Regions from separate parts of the Hordeum vulgare genome. Here region 2 is linked to region 1. Evidence: chromatin contacts called from public Hi-C data. All regions are on one chromosome and are shown on one strand. The core of a region is the stretch at or near the end of the contact, and the rest is flanking DNA. Distances in the headings are between cores, read along the strand shown. Region 1 has its middle 65 kb from the start of LOC123446607. Region 2 holds the start of LOC123446609.

Region 1 (7,349 bases), core at 2,450-4,949:
GCCTACTCAAGTCTTGAGATCAAGATCTTCCACTCCAACCATATGAATCTTGATTTCTAGCCTATCCAATTTCCACCCAATCAATATCTTCTACCAAGCCAAATCTATGACAGAGTGATTGAGTGTTGAGAAGACTATCTTTTGAAGCACAAGAGCAAGGAGTTCATCATCCATACCACATGTATTATCTCTTGGAGAGTGGTGTCTCCTAGATTGGTTAAGTGTCGTTTGAGAGCCTCTGACTTCGCGTGGATTTGAATCAAGAACTATGTAAGGGCAAGGAGATCGCCTACTTCATGAAGATCTACCCCAAGTGATGCTAGTCCTCCGGGGACGTAAGCCATCATGGTATAGACAATGTTGCTAATTAAATGGACCCCTTGGGGTGGATCCCTGTGTAACAGCCCAGAACCGATGCTCTAGAAGATTCCCCTTTTATTCCATTATCGTCATATGTTTTATTTGGTTGTCACATTCATCATTGCATCATGCGCATCATCTGCATAGCATCGGCACTCCATTACCGTACGCTTTCAAAACTTGCATCCGTTATTAGTTGTCGATTCTCTCCATTTTGTCGTTGACTGTTTCGAGATCAACCACACACGCACCCGCAACACTGTTAAAATATTGTTTTTAGAAAGTGTATAAAACATTCTTGGATTGGGTTGAAAGTTGGTGTGCGGTCTTATTGTAGTTTAGGTAGGCCGCGTGACAAATTTTGTGGCAACCGCACACATTTTTGGTGTTTCCAAACTTCATTGTCGGGCCGCAACCTTCCCTCTCTTCTTGGCCCAGCCACCTCTACACAGCGCACTAACCCATCCTAGCGAACTCCGTGATCGGGACCATCCGATCTCGATCGCACGGTCAAAATCGGAGCTAAAAATCCTAAACCTAGCCCCCTTTCCCTATATAAACCCTAAACCTAGCCCATCAGCAGCACCCTTGCCCCGCGCCCTCGCGACTGCTCGTCCCGTCGCCCAATGTCGCACCTCTTCGATGGTCGGTTTCCGGAGTGCCACCGCCGGCCATCGGAGACGCCGCTCCAGGCCAGGCCTCGTGGCACTATGCCTTGCCTCCCTACCTCTTTTTCTTTACCTCTCTCTCACCTCGCGTTCACTCTCCCTCGAAGGAACCCGCCATGGCCGCCTGCCAAGCGTCCGCCGCCGCCGAGGAGATCAACTGTCGCCGTCGTAGCGTGGATTCGGCCCTCGGGGCCACACCTACCCATCTCGGCCGTGCCTCGCCGCCGTTTCCCTTGCCCCGGCCTTGCCATGCCCGCCGCCGGTGCTCGCCGCCATGGACAATGCCCGGTGACCCTTCTTGCACTTACCCCGCCACGGGTGCTCGCCCGCTCCAGCACCCTGTGGGCCGCGCCTCCCTCCAAGGCCTAGTCCAGGCCCAGCTTCAGCATGCAGCAGCCAAGGCCCAACGCTTCACCACGGACCAGCCGAGCTGGCCAAATCTGTATAAGGGTGAGGACAACCCGTTATTCCTCGCCCGCGTGTAGTTGTGCTATTTTGCGCCCATGTACTCTTTGGACCATAGCCAGATTTGACCTGTTTCACGTTTTTTTGTCATACAGTTTTTAATGAATTTCCAGGGCATTTAATACTTACACATGGTTGCATATTTTTAAAATGCCAATAATTAACAAATCGTGCATCGGATCCGATAAATTCTTATCGGTGGATTGTTCAAGCATTCTCTAATCTAATCATGCTCTCTTGTCCTCATGTAGTCAAGTTCATTTGTGTTATCCTCTTTCATTCCATATTCTTACCGGTGTTCCTTCCAAGACTTCTTCAAGTTTGTGCCCATATCTCTCCTCAATCTTTTCAAGTGGAGTAAGTGGTATGCTAAATCCATTGCTTTCCATCAATTTAACTTAATGAAGGATAAGCATAACATAATTCTTATTGCTGTATCATCAAGTGATTTCAACCATTCTTCCGGAGTGGTTCATGATATCAATTCTTGTTTCTAAGCTGTTCATTTTTTCTGAACTTCCAAGCTTTTTCAAGTATCTCATCGCCAAGCTTCATCAAAATTCTAGCAAGGCCTCAATCTTGTTCCTTTTGAAGCAACCTTCAACTCTTTCTATCATCCTTTCATTTCGGTGTTCTTCAAGTGGATCTTCATGTTGGTTCTTCATGAATGTAATTCATTCTCAAGGTATTCTTCAAGATTCTTGTTGAAGAACCTCAAGTATTCTTTCTTTGTCTTTTCAAAGTGAAATTATTCCTCCTTTTTCCTTGAGGTGGTGTTATAGAAGTCTTGTTTATAAGGAGTCTCGAAGAGAATTTGTTTCAAGAATGAGATATTTAAAGCCACCAAATTCTTTGATCATGAGATATTTAAACCCACCAAATTCTATGATCATGAGATATTTTCAACCCATGATTTCTTCATTGAGCTATCTTGGTTTAGATTCACCTAAAGCTTTTTCTAAGGATTGTTGCTATTATGGTGATTATTCTTGATCCAAGTTGTCAATGTATCCTCTTGGTGAAAGAAGTTTTGCATCTCTTGTTGCTCCCAAGCTACCAATTGTTTCCGTTAGTGGTTGGTTGTCACCTCATAATTTTGAAATGGTTTCCATAAGTCCATTACAAGCTTGTTCATTCGTTATTGTTTTTCCAACAACTAAGTTCAATTCTTCTTGTCAGGATACTTATCGAATTCAATTGTGGTAGAAGTTGTCATTTTCTTCTCCATTCTTTCTTCCCAGTGATCTAGTTTCTATTCTTTGTTCTGGAAGCTTGTGATGTTGCTCTCTATTATCCATTACCTACTTTTATCAATATCATGTTATTTCCTTGCTTATTCATTTTGCCGGAGTGTTGTGTCATCTTTTCAAATTCTTTCCATCTTATGAAGTTTTGCTTCTCTTTCCTACTGAAGTGCTGCCGAAATTTCTTTTGAATCCTTGCTTGTTCCTCATGTCATTCTTCATATCTTTGCATTCCTCGGGATTCACTGGATTCACTCGTTTGTCAAAAAGCAACTAATTTTTACCTATTGCTCTTGCTCTTTCTCTTCCCCCTATTATTCTTAGATCTCGGACGAGATCTCTTGTTACTGTAGGAGAGTTGTCGCCATGTCGTTTATTTAGTTGTTGCATTCATCATCGCATCATGTTCATTATTTTCATAGTATCGGCACTCCGTTGCCGTACATTTTCAAAGCTTGCATCCGTTATTAGTTGTCGGTTCTCTACGTTTTGTCGTTGACTGTTTCGAGAACAACCACACACGCACTTGCCTGCGACATCGTTAAACATTGTTTTTAAAAGTGTGTATAAAACATTCTCACATAGGGTCGAAAGTTGGCGTGTGGTTTTATTATAGTGTAGGTAGGCCGTCTGTAAAATTTCGTCACAATCGGAGTCCGTTTGATACTAGAACCGTTAAACCTATAGCAGCAGTATAGACGGTCAAACCACAAACGTTTTCGGTGTTTTAAAACTTCATTGTCAGGCCGCAACCTTTCCTCTATTCTTGATCTAGCCATCTATACACAGCCCACTAACCCATCCTAGCCAACCCCATGACCGGGACCGTCTGATCACGATCGCACAGTCAAAATCGGAGCTAAAAATCCTAAATTTATCCCCCTTTCCCTATATAAACACCCCTTGCGTGTTTTGGACTTCTTCCCCCTCCCACCTTGCATAATGTGCCTCCCCAGCTTGCGGCCATCACTTGGTGCCGATGCAACCGTCGTGGCAGTCAACCCCCGCGCGCCCTCAGACTCCCCCACCGCACACTCGTCGCGGCCCGGATCTTAGCCCGCACGGGGCCCGAATCGCGTCGCCGCCCGAACGCGCCCGGAGCGCCCGTGCCTCCAACCCTTGTGAGCACTCGTCCCATCGCCTGATGCCGCACGTCCTTGCCGGCCGGTTTCCGAAGCGCCACCGTCGGCCACCGGAGACGTCACTCCAGGCCAGGCCCCGTCGCTCCTTGCCTCGCCTCCCTCCCGATTCTGCTTTCCCTCTCTCTCACCTCGCGTTTACTCTGCCTCGCACGAATCTGCCATGGCTGCCTACCAAGCATCCGCCACCACCGAGGAGCTCAACCGCTGCCGTTGTGGCGTGGATCCGGCCGCGCGGGGCCAAATCTGCCCATCCCAGGACGTGTCTCGCCGTCGGTGCCCTCACCTCGGCCTCGCCATGTCCGTCGCTGGCGCCCGCCGCCATGGACGATGCCCGGTGACCGTGATCTTGTTGACGAAGCCATGAGCGCTCGCCCGCTCCACTGCCTTATGGGTTGTGCCTCCCTCCAAGGCCCAGTCTAGGCCTAGCTTTAGCTCGCAGGAGCCAAGGCCAAGCGCTTCACCGCGGCCCAGCCAAGCCGGCCAGATCTGGCCGAGGGTGAGCACAACCCGTTATTTCTCGCCCGCGTGTAGTTGTGCTATTTTGCGCCCATGTATTTTTTCGGTCCATAGCCAGATTCGGCCCATTTCGCGTTTTTTTCTGATGTTGTTTTTAATCAATATCCAAGTCATTTAATAATTATAAATGGTTGCATATTTTTAAAATGCCAATAGTTAATGAATCGTGCATCGGATGGAAATAATTATATATGTAAAATGTCGAAAATTTCATGGAGATTAGTAATATCCCATTTCCATGGATGTTAAAATATTTAAACCTGTTGTTTGCATTGTTCTGCGTGATGCCATATTGAAGTGATTTAATATGTAGCAATAACTGTGCATCGGATTTTAAAACTTTATACATGAAACCTGCTTAGAATTTTGTTTAGTTTCACCATATCCATTTTTCAGCCATGTTAGAAATATTTAACTTGTTGTTTTCATTTAAATTGCATAAATGCCATGTTAAAACGATTTATTTCATAACTAGTTAGCCGTAACTCCGTTTTAAATGTTCCATATATGTAACTTGACCAGAAAAATGTGTATAATAACATGATAGTAATTATTTTTCTGTTTAACAACTCTAAAATTGTGTGTAGGCAGAACAATACTGAATCATAATTTGCATGTGGGATTTGTATAGGCAGAACATGGTAGTAATTATTTTGTTGTTTAACAATCGGAATTGCTGTTCATTTTGCTCGCATCATTTAAACTTGCTTAAAATTTTAGTTAGTTTCATAATATCTTGTTGCATCCATGATTAACATGTTGTGGCTGTCATTGCAGGCATTTTGCATTCGTGGCATATCATCTTGTGTTGCTCATATCTTTTAGACCGTAACTCCGTTTTAAGTGATCTATATATGTAAATCGAGAAGAATGACGTGTAGAATCAAATGGTCCACTTTATTTTTCTATTTAATAAATATAAAATATGTTTAGTATAGATTGGGACTAATTTCGAAATTAACATATGGGTCGCTTCGGAAATCCTATAAGTTGTTTCCGACCTCATTTAATATGCCTAGATAGTGTAGTTTAATTATGCTTCACCTCTTACCATGTTTAAACAACATTTAATATTGATGAGTACCTAAACGCGAGTGAACTAAATATATGAACGCAGAGTTTTTCCAATATGCAACTCGTTGCATATTGAGCTTCACTTAATGTGTAGTATTTGATTGTTGTGATGTGCCATGCCTTGCATAATCAAACCGGACATGCATCATATGTGTTTTTCAATCATGTCATGCATATGTTGTGGTGAATTTCGTGTATTAATTCTTGTTTCCAGATTGCGTCTTCTCGATAGAGTTCCGCAAACGTGTCGGAATGTGAGGATTCATTCGACTACGTTGGTTCGTCTGCTTCACGGATTCATCTTCTTCCAAAAGGGATCACAGGAAAGATGATCATTTCCATAGATACCATTACTATCATTGCCATGCTAGTGGTCTCATTTCTTCGCTATGTCTTGCTGCCTACCACCTAATTAATAAGCCTCGAAACATTACCATGAAAAGCCTCTAACCTTTCCACAACCACTGTTTGGCTATGTTACCACTTGCTCGGCCTTCTTATAGCGTTACTAGTTTCAGGTGCAGTTGCTTCCATGTGAAAACATGGGTTCCTTGTTATATCTTCATATTATTGCCATTTAATTTAATGCACCTATATACCTGGTAAAAGGTGAAAGGCTTGGCCGTTTGGCTGGGTGATTTGTTCCGCTTTGGCCACCTTAGTTTCGGCTACCGGTGTTAAGTTCCATATTGAGCGCTCCTAACATGCTTGGGGTTGTTATGGGGACCCCCTTGACTTTTGTTTTGGGATAAAACTCTTCTGGCAAGGCCCAACATTGATACTATATCTGCCCAACATAATAATACTGAACATCGTTAGTAACGCATAGGGAGTTAGCGCAACTCGTGGATTAATTCAACATAATACAGGGGCAAGTGCTGATGGTGCTAGACTAAAACAGAGCATCATGCGGGGCCAACTCGGGGCAACTCGAGAGATGTCTATCAGGCCACCGCACGCTATCTTACCCGTCGTGTCCTGAAAACAAGATACGCGTCTCCTATCGGGATCGTCGACACGTCTTGTGCGAGGGATTCTGACGATACTTTGGGCCACCCTGAAAGGACGTGGATGTCGCCTAGAGGGGGGGGGTGAATTGGCGCTTTAAAATAATTACGGTTTAGGTTTGAACAAATGCGGAATAAAACTAACGGTTAATTTGTCAGGCATAAAACCTAAAACAACTAGGCTCACCTATGTGCATCAACAACTTATGCTAAGAAAGATAAACAACTAAGTGATAGCAAGCTATATAACAAGAAACAATATGGCTACCACAAAGTAAAGTGCATAAGTAAAAGGCTCGGGTAAGAGATAACCGAGACACGCAGAGACGACGATGTATCCCGAAGTTCACACCCTTGCGGATGCTAATCTCTATTTGGAGCGGTGTGAGGCACAATGCTCCCTAAGATGCCACTAAGGCCACCGTAATCTCCTCATGCTCTCGCACAATGCAAGATGTCGTGATTCCTCTAAGGGACCCTTGAGGGTGGTCACTGAACCCATACAAACAAGGTTGGGGCAATCTCCACAACTTAATTGGAGGCTCCCAACAACACCACGTAGCTTCACCACAATGGACTGTGGCTCCGTGATGACCTCAAATGCTCGGGGCAATCTTCACAACTTAATTGGAGACCCCGACACTTTCCCGAAGCTTTACACCACAATGATTGAGCTCCAATGCACCACCAAGATTCTATGACGCCAAAGCATCCACGAAGAACAATCTCTAGGGTACCAAGCACCCAAGGGTAACAAGCTCTCAAACTTATCACTTCCACGTATAACTGTGGAGAACTCAAACCGATGCAACTAATGCAATGAGAAGAACACACGAAGTGGTCAAGTCCCTCACACTCAAATCCCTCCACAAC
Region 2 (7,349 bases), core at 2,340-4,839, 320 kb after region 1:
CACTTAACCATAACTCACCCATTAAGCTTTGCTAGTCTTGATACCTTTGGAAATGAGATTGCTGAGTCCTCTGCGGCTCACAGATTACTACAACACTAGTTGCAGGTACAGGTAACAGTTACTTGACGCAAGCGCGTTGATTGTTCATTTGGAGTTGCCTCTTCTTCTTCTTCTTCTTCTTCATCGATCTAGGATGGGTTCCAGGTCGGCAACCTGGGATAGCAAGGATGGACGTCGTTCTTCTTTTCTCGTTTGTTTTCGTCCATAGTCGGACCCTGCTCTTACTCTTAATGATTATGTAATGTACTGATGTGACTCTGATGTAGCTTATGGCGAGTGTAAGCCAATTCTATGAATATACCTTTTTTTCAGTACATGTACTTGTAACGATATCCATTCTTGCGACACGACGAGATGCGCTTCTATCCCTGACGAGGCCCTCGTGCCAAATTAAGGATAGGGTCGCATCTTGGGCGTGACACTTTTCAAACGTTTCAGACTTGTATTTCATTAAGTAAATATCCTCATATCTACACAAATCACTTAGTGAAATTTAGAAAATAATGACAACCACTACATGCTACAACACTTATTGAACTGCATACATCAAAATGTATTATTTCCAATAAGTCACTCGCTTGTTCCATCTTACTAAAAATGAGGCTTTCAGTCATCTTGACCATGAGGCATGGTTCGCATGTCTCAAGCGATTCAAAAATCAAGTGAGTCCAAAGATCCATCAACATGGAGTTTCTTCACGCGTTTTATACCAATACGACTTTAGTAGCAGTACCACAAGTATGTGGTACTATCATTATTAATTTTACATCTTCTGCCATCAATATTATGAACATGTGTATCACTACGATTGAGATTCAATGGATCATTCACATTGGTGCATGACCATTGAAGGTATTATTGATGTAAACAGAATAACTTTTATTCTCTGACTTAAATGAATAACCGTATTGTAATAAACGTGATCTAATCATGTTCATGCTCAACGTAAACACCAAATAACAGCAATTTGAATTTGGTAGGGAAGAAAAAAATTCCTCTCAAAGAGGAAATCATTTCTAGCTTTCCAAATGCACCACATAAAATTGAAAATATTTTGCAAAGATGCATGAGGATGGCCCATAGAAGCAAAGTGAATCAAAAGGGAATGCATTGAAGAGTATCCTTGCACAAGGCTCTCAAATCTAAGAAACCAAGGAGCAGAGAACGAGGCTGCTCTAGCAAAATCACAAAGAAAGAAAAGGTGAAACTCATCCTCTTGCTGAGCACATCTACAACAATTCTACGAAATGTGAATAGAAAAACGGCTTGCTCTCATTCCAATGGGCAAAGCTTTGCTAAGCATCCTCCAAGCAAAAGTTTTAACCTTGGGCAACAAATCTTTCTGCTTCCAAATAGTTTTAAGAAAAGCTTTCAAATCCACAGGAACATCCAGAGGAGCGGTTCTAGGATTAGTATGAATGTTTTGTAAGCAAAGTTTATAAGCAGCTTTGGAAGAGCAAATACCATTGAGAGCCAAAGGCCAACAAAGAATATCAGCATATCATCATCAAGAATATCAATGTTGACAATCTGAGTCAATGGATATCGTGTGAATACCTCATGTAATTTTACAAATTTTGTTTTTTGATTTACAAGAATATAAATAATGTAAAAACCGTAATAACACAATCAATTCAAAGTCAATGTGCGCAAAGAACTATAATTGCAATGTTGCCGGTGAGGTAGCTCGGCTACGTGTCTCTATTCTTGCCCACCCAAAGCTGTCGACCTGTGGTGCTACCTATTGCTTCAGAGTTCCGAGTTCCGAGAGAGTTTGCGTGTGCACAGGGTAAGGCCTAGTTCGATTAATCCCTTCCCTGCAGGAATTCGAGGGGATTTGCAGGGATTTTGGTTTGTAGGGGATTTAATCCCTTTCAATCCACTTCAAATTCACCTCAATCGAACAAGCCCTAAACCAAACGAACAAGCCCTAAACTCAGGATGTAAGTGGGCGGCTCGTTGGACACTCTTGGACTTGGCCACATTGCCCATCACTTTTTACGTGGGATTAAGTGGTAGCGCAGTTAATTTTTATGTGGGACTGATGATGTCCATATATTGTCCATGTACTGCAACATTCATACTTTCTCATATTAAAATACTCTAAATCTATCTTCAGAAAAAATATACTTTCTGAGATAAAAATATTGTCCATATATTGCAACAAAATAGACTTTTTCAGATAAAAATACTCCAAATCTCTCTTGAGATTAAACATTTATCTGCAGCTTACACTCTCTCGGATAATAATTAAACTACAGGATAAAATTCATACTTTCATAGTAGAAGAAAGAGCAAAATCCACAAAGCAACAGCAACTTGCACCATGAATCAAACATTTTTTTTGCAGATGAAATGTATGCCTCAACCTGAGTCTGCATCTGCAAAAGTTAGCATGGTTCACACAATTAAACTACAGTTCATAGGAATTAATATACCTATCAAACTTTGCTGGGCGGTGAAACTAAATTAACTGCTCTCAAAAACTCAAATAGTGCAGCCAAGCAGAGCAAATAGACAAAAGATTTAAACAGCAAAACAAATTCAAACAGTGTGAATCCGAGTCGAGAAAGATAAATTGCACACTTGAATTAGATTATATTTTCAGGCAACCTTGAGACATGTATGACCAAAAATACAGTCCATTACTCTAACTACTTATATGTCAGGAATTCAGCCGACCGTCCCTCCCTCATCTCCACAATCTTCAGTACTAGCTAGCTGTTCCATGAAACAATCACACATCTACTTACAGCCCCAGAAACAAGTTTGAATCAAATGCATCTCGAGATTATCCTTGAAGCAAAATTTGGACGCTGAATCGGCGAACAATTCTGAAACACTCTGTGTATCCAGGTGCTACTAATTCAAAGATGAATTGATATGGATTACAGATAGATAGACTGAAGGTGCATACATAACTGATTTCAACACAACATAGCAAAACACAAGATCTCACCCTTTCATAGACCTTTCTAACTGTTTCCGTATAAAAAGATCATCACTGTATTATAACTGATTCGTGTGCTAGTACAAGTAAAGCAAAACACAAGTAATTCAGATGATATTGTAATCTACCATTCACCGTGCAGTCAAGCAGATTCATCACACGAGCACATATCCAGAGCCCAGCGTCATTTACATCCTGAGCTAATCTGGAGGAGGAGGAGGAGGAGAGGAGTTTGCATACCTGGGAAGAGAAGAGGCGGAAGCGGGGGAGCAGGGGCCGAAGAGGCCATCGCTGGGATCGGGAAGGGAGCAGTCACGCAGGGCTCGGCTTCGTCTCCGGCTATTCCCCTTGACTGTGGCCGCGGAGCAGGAGCTGAAGAGGACATCCGCGAGTTAGGGAGAGAGCAGAGGAGCATCCCCGCAAGGCTCGGCTCGGTCGCCAGTGATGTTCTCTTTAGCTCCATTGAAAGGACGCGACGGCGGCGCCATTGGAAGCGAGAGGTGGTGCGGTGGAGATGGCGGCGGCGGTGGCGCCCTAGCGTAGGGCGGGACGATTGACCAGGGAGCGAGGAAGGAGATTTGTAGACTGCCCTGTTGCTCGCTCGATGGGCTTTTCTGGGCTGCCCATTTACGCCAGTTAGTTTTCGTGGGTGTCCACAAACGCCGCTTAACGGTTTTTTGGTGAATGGCATATATGGGACTAATGGGTCCTAGCACCATTTACATCCCACCCTAAACCGAACAAGCCCTAAGAGAACACCATCAGGCACGCGCTCACGCTGGATTGCAAGGTTGTGGCATTGATCCATTCCGGGGATAACTCCGGTTCCCTTTTTCTTCTGAAAAGCCGAAATGCACTATTAGTCTGTTCATCTTTTTTTTTTGTAAGCCGAAATGCAGCCTTTTTTTACAGAGGAAGTTGTGAAAGTTGCAGGGTGCAGTAGAATGATTCAGTGAGAGACACTGGATAGTTACGCCGAACATGAAAGGAGGCGTCAGATGAGTCCATGATTCACAAAATGCAGTATCAGGTATCACATCTGAACCTAAATGTTACATCAGGCTTCAGTGATGAGTCCATGATTCACAAAATGCAGTATCCGGTATCACATCTGAACCTAAATGTTACATCAGGCTTCAATGCTGACAACCTCCCATGATTTCTCAGCCAATGAAACTTGTGTACAAGCTGCACGGTTGTCACAGACAGGAGACAGGCACTCCCTGATATAGTTCATAGTTACATTGGCTTCCCTAACAAGGAACGCCTTTATTTTACTAGACTGAGCACAGATTTGAACATACTAACATACTAGCGCAATAACAAAAAAGAAGTTGCAGGTTGTGACACACTACCAAACAGTTTTCTTCCACTTAAGGCCTTGTTCGGTTAATCCCACCGAGGAGGGGATTAGAGAGGAATGCAGGGGATTGAGGTGGAATTTGACTTGTAGGGGATTTAATCCCTCCCAATCCCTTCCAAACCCCTCCAATTTTGAAGAAACCGAACAAGGCCTAAATATCACTGAATGTGAAGTTGCAACCTAAAAACCATGGCCTCATGTCACAATGCATTCCCTGGGATCAGAGTTCGATCTTTGGTTCCTATCACCATCACCAAGCCCAATGAAGAAAGTCTCATCACCACCAGTTGCAAAATCGGCAGCAGATGGTTCATGATTTGCATACAATTCAGATCGTCTGCTTTGCAATCTTAAGACACGCATCATGACGTCTGATGAAAGCGTCACTTCTCCTTGGGAGGCATGGGCTTCCCTCTCCCGCTCGTTTGACGCTATTATCTGTCACGCCACAAAACATTACTGTAAAATACAAACTGATTGCAACAACAAGAGCAAGTACGCAGTCAATTGTATGAACTAATACATAAGACTTACTTGATTTGCATATTGAGGCAATGGCATCACTTTGCTTGACGAAGGTGTCCAAGTCTTTATGCTTTTGTCGATCCCACTAGTAGCTAGAAACGGAAAATGCGGATGGGGTTCGATGCAATTAACGACGTATTTATCGCCACGCATCATCCTCATCAACTTACCTCCCTTTTTCCTCCAAATGAACACATGCCCGCAGTCTGACCCACTCAAAACATATTCATTATTGGGTCCAAAGAAACTGACTCCTTTAACAGTTCTGAAATTTCTGTGACCAGAGTATGATTGTAGCTGCTCGAGCTTGTCCAAATGCTCTGGCTGTGTTGATTCAGGATTTGGACCAAGACCCATATAGTTCTGGAACAGGTAGATAAGCTCATCATTGTATGAGACAAGTATCTCGCTTGAATACGAGTATGCAATACTAGTGACGTGGACCTTCCCACCCATAAGAAGGTGCTTAGGGCAGAAGGTATCAACTGGTAGGTCCATATTGCTTGAAGAGTCCAAGTTTATTTTCCTAAAATCATACAGCCGTACATACTCATCGGAGCCACCAATCGAAAAATAATTAGGGTTCTGTGGGTCAATGGCAATGGTATTCAGTCGTACACGGCGCCTTCTATTTGAGAATGAATAGCAGGTGAGAAGCTTTATTGGTGAATCACTGCGCAGGTCAAACTGTAAGAAACAAATATTCAGTATAAATGTGTGAAACAATGTAATCGTTGCTTTGATACTAGCATATAATGGAGGAGTGACATACGTGTTGTACTAAGCCATCCTCTCCACAGCTGTAAAGTATGTGAGGACTTCCCGGTTCGAGAGCCATCTTATGTGCACGATCATGATGTTCCCCAATTTGTTTGGTTGTGAATTCACCACCCTGCTTCATTTGTCCCACCCTAACCTGTGTACAAGTGGTGTGATTGAAATCACCATCAGATGAACAGAATGGTAAATTTAATGAATCTGCAGACACCTGATAACCAGAAAAACCATTTCAAACATAAAAAAAAAGTTGCTTGTAAGGTCTTGTGGAGATAGCTTTTGAAGACATGGCTTATAAGTGGCCTTTTGGTTAGTTATGTATGGCGCTATTATTCTAGAGTTTCCTAAGGGTGCTATTGGATGGATCACATAAAAAACAGTACATACTCATTGGGACACTTGTGATATCTGATTAGTACATAATACTACTAATACTGCAAGGAAAAAGACTCAAGTGTGGGTAGAGGCATACCTGACCATCAGCAGCAACGGTCACAATGGTGCTATCATCTGTGAATGGCATCACACGAGCATGAAAGACATTTTGTTGATGTCCAGAAGGGTAAGTTAGTTTTTTAGTTTTAGCAAGCCAGTCCCATAGTATGATGTCTGTGTCGTCTGAACCAGACACAAGGAGGTCACCAGCAGGATTGAAGCTTACAGTATTAACACAGCCACTATGGCCTCGCAACTTTCCATATTGGCTCATCCGCAAAATTAGGCCCTATTCAGAAGCACAAAATGAAAATAGCAACCAGTCAGCATCAAACACCAGAACAGTAGTGGCTGCAAGAATTTCACAATTGCGAACAGAGTTACAACATTCCATCATGTACCAAACTAGGAGTATATATCAAGCTAATGGAACTTGGTAAGTACTAAGATATTAAGACTAATACTCCCTCCGTTCCTAAATATAAGTCTTCTCAGCGATTTCAATGTGGACTACATAAGGAGCAAAATGAGTGAATCTATACTCCAACATATGTCTATATACATCCGTATGTAGTCTATATTGAAATTTCTAAAAGGACTTATATTTAGGAGCCGAGGAAGTAGAATGCGAAAACAGAGCCCCGGGCCACTAACAGTCGAACAGTATGACTGTATTTAATCAATGGGCTCTCACAACTGACAATGAACACTCCGTGTCAACGTGAACAGAGATATGAGCTTTATGGCACAAAGTACATAAAGCACAGACCGGACTAAGGCATATATGCAACCAAATCACCTCAATATGCCGCTTGCGAACATGCTTAATCCTATCCCAGTAATTCACCCCTGCCGACAGAAATATGCAGAACGTTCCCTATTCCCTAACAATATCCGCGGCCAGCGATGCTGGATCCGCTCGAGATACCGATGGAAAGTACAGGAGATCACACTGAAATGGAAATAATTGAGAAAGGAGCACCTCGGAGCCGCTGATTTGGGACGAGGAAGCGCGGGAGCTGGATGAGCCGATCTCGCGCTTGCGGACCTCGAAGAAGCAGCTGGCCGCCCGGCGGCCAGATGCCTTGCCGACAGCGGCCATGGTGAGCGGTGGGGTGGGAGAATAGAGAGGCAGCGCGAGGGATGGGAGGGGATTTGCCGGGGTTTTAACGGGTACAGGCCTTCCGGGTGCGTGCACGGTGCAACTAGAGGCTCGGTTAGTGTGATGTTTCTAGGAGT

The links. Hi-C and Micro-C count contacts between places; a contact is called where the count stands out from the background.
Region 2: a contact with region 1 is called in a Hi-C map of seedling, with 2.0 times the contacts expected there. The contact joins the promoter of LOC123446609 here to the enhancer-like site in region 1. A contact is called at or near these places in 2 of 6 Hi-C or Micro-C datasets (leaf and seedling).

Annotation. Positions count from the first base shown.
Region 1 is chr4H:456,497,517-456,504,865 of MorexV3_pseudomolecules_assembly, forward strand. No RefSeq gene overlaps it. Among protein-coding and RNA genes, the nearest start is that of LOC123446607, 65 kb to the right of the region's middle. Within about 2 kb of position 3,700, at least 3 of the 3 cell types and tissues checked have open chromatin away from gene starts, as enhancers often do. A contact at or near this core is called in leaf and seedling, where this site is marked.
Region 2 is chr4H:456,815,698-456,823,046 of MorexV3_pseudomolecules_assembly, forward strand. LOC123446609 reads right to left here and starts at 3,590. Exons shown (of 2, transcript XM_045123183.1): 1 at 3,251-3,590; 2 at 2,195-2,441. The coding sequence starts at 3,473. The coding sequence ends at 2,425. LOC123448941 (DDB1- and CUL4-associated factor 8) reads right to left here and starts at 7,316. Exons shown (of 5, transcript XM_045125991.1): 1 at 7,093-7,316; 2 at 6,148-6,399; 3 at 5,671-5,814; 4 at 4,908-5,585; 5 at 4,021-4,811. The coding sequence starts at 7,212. The coding sequence ends at 4,569.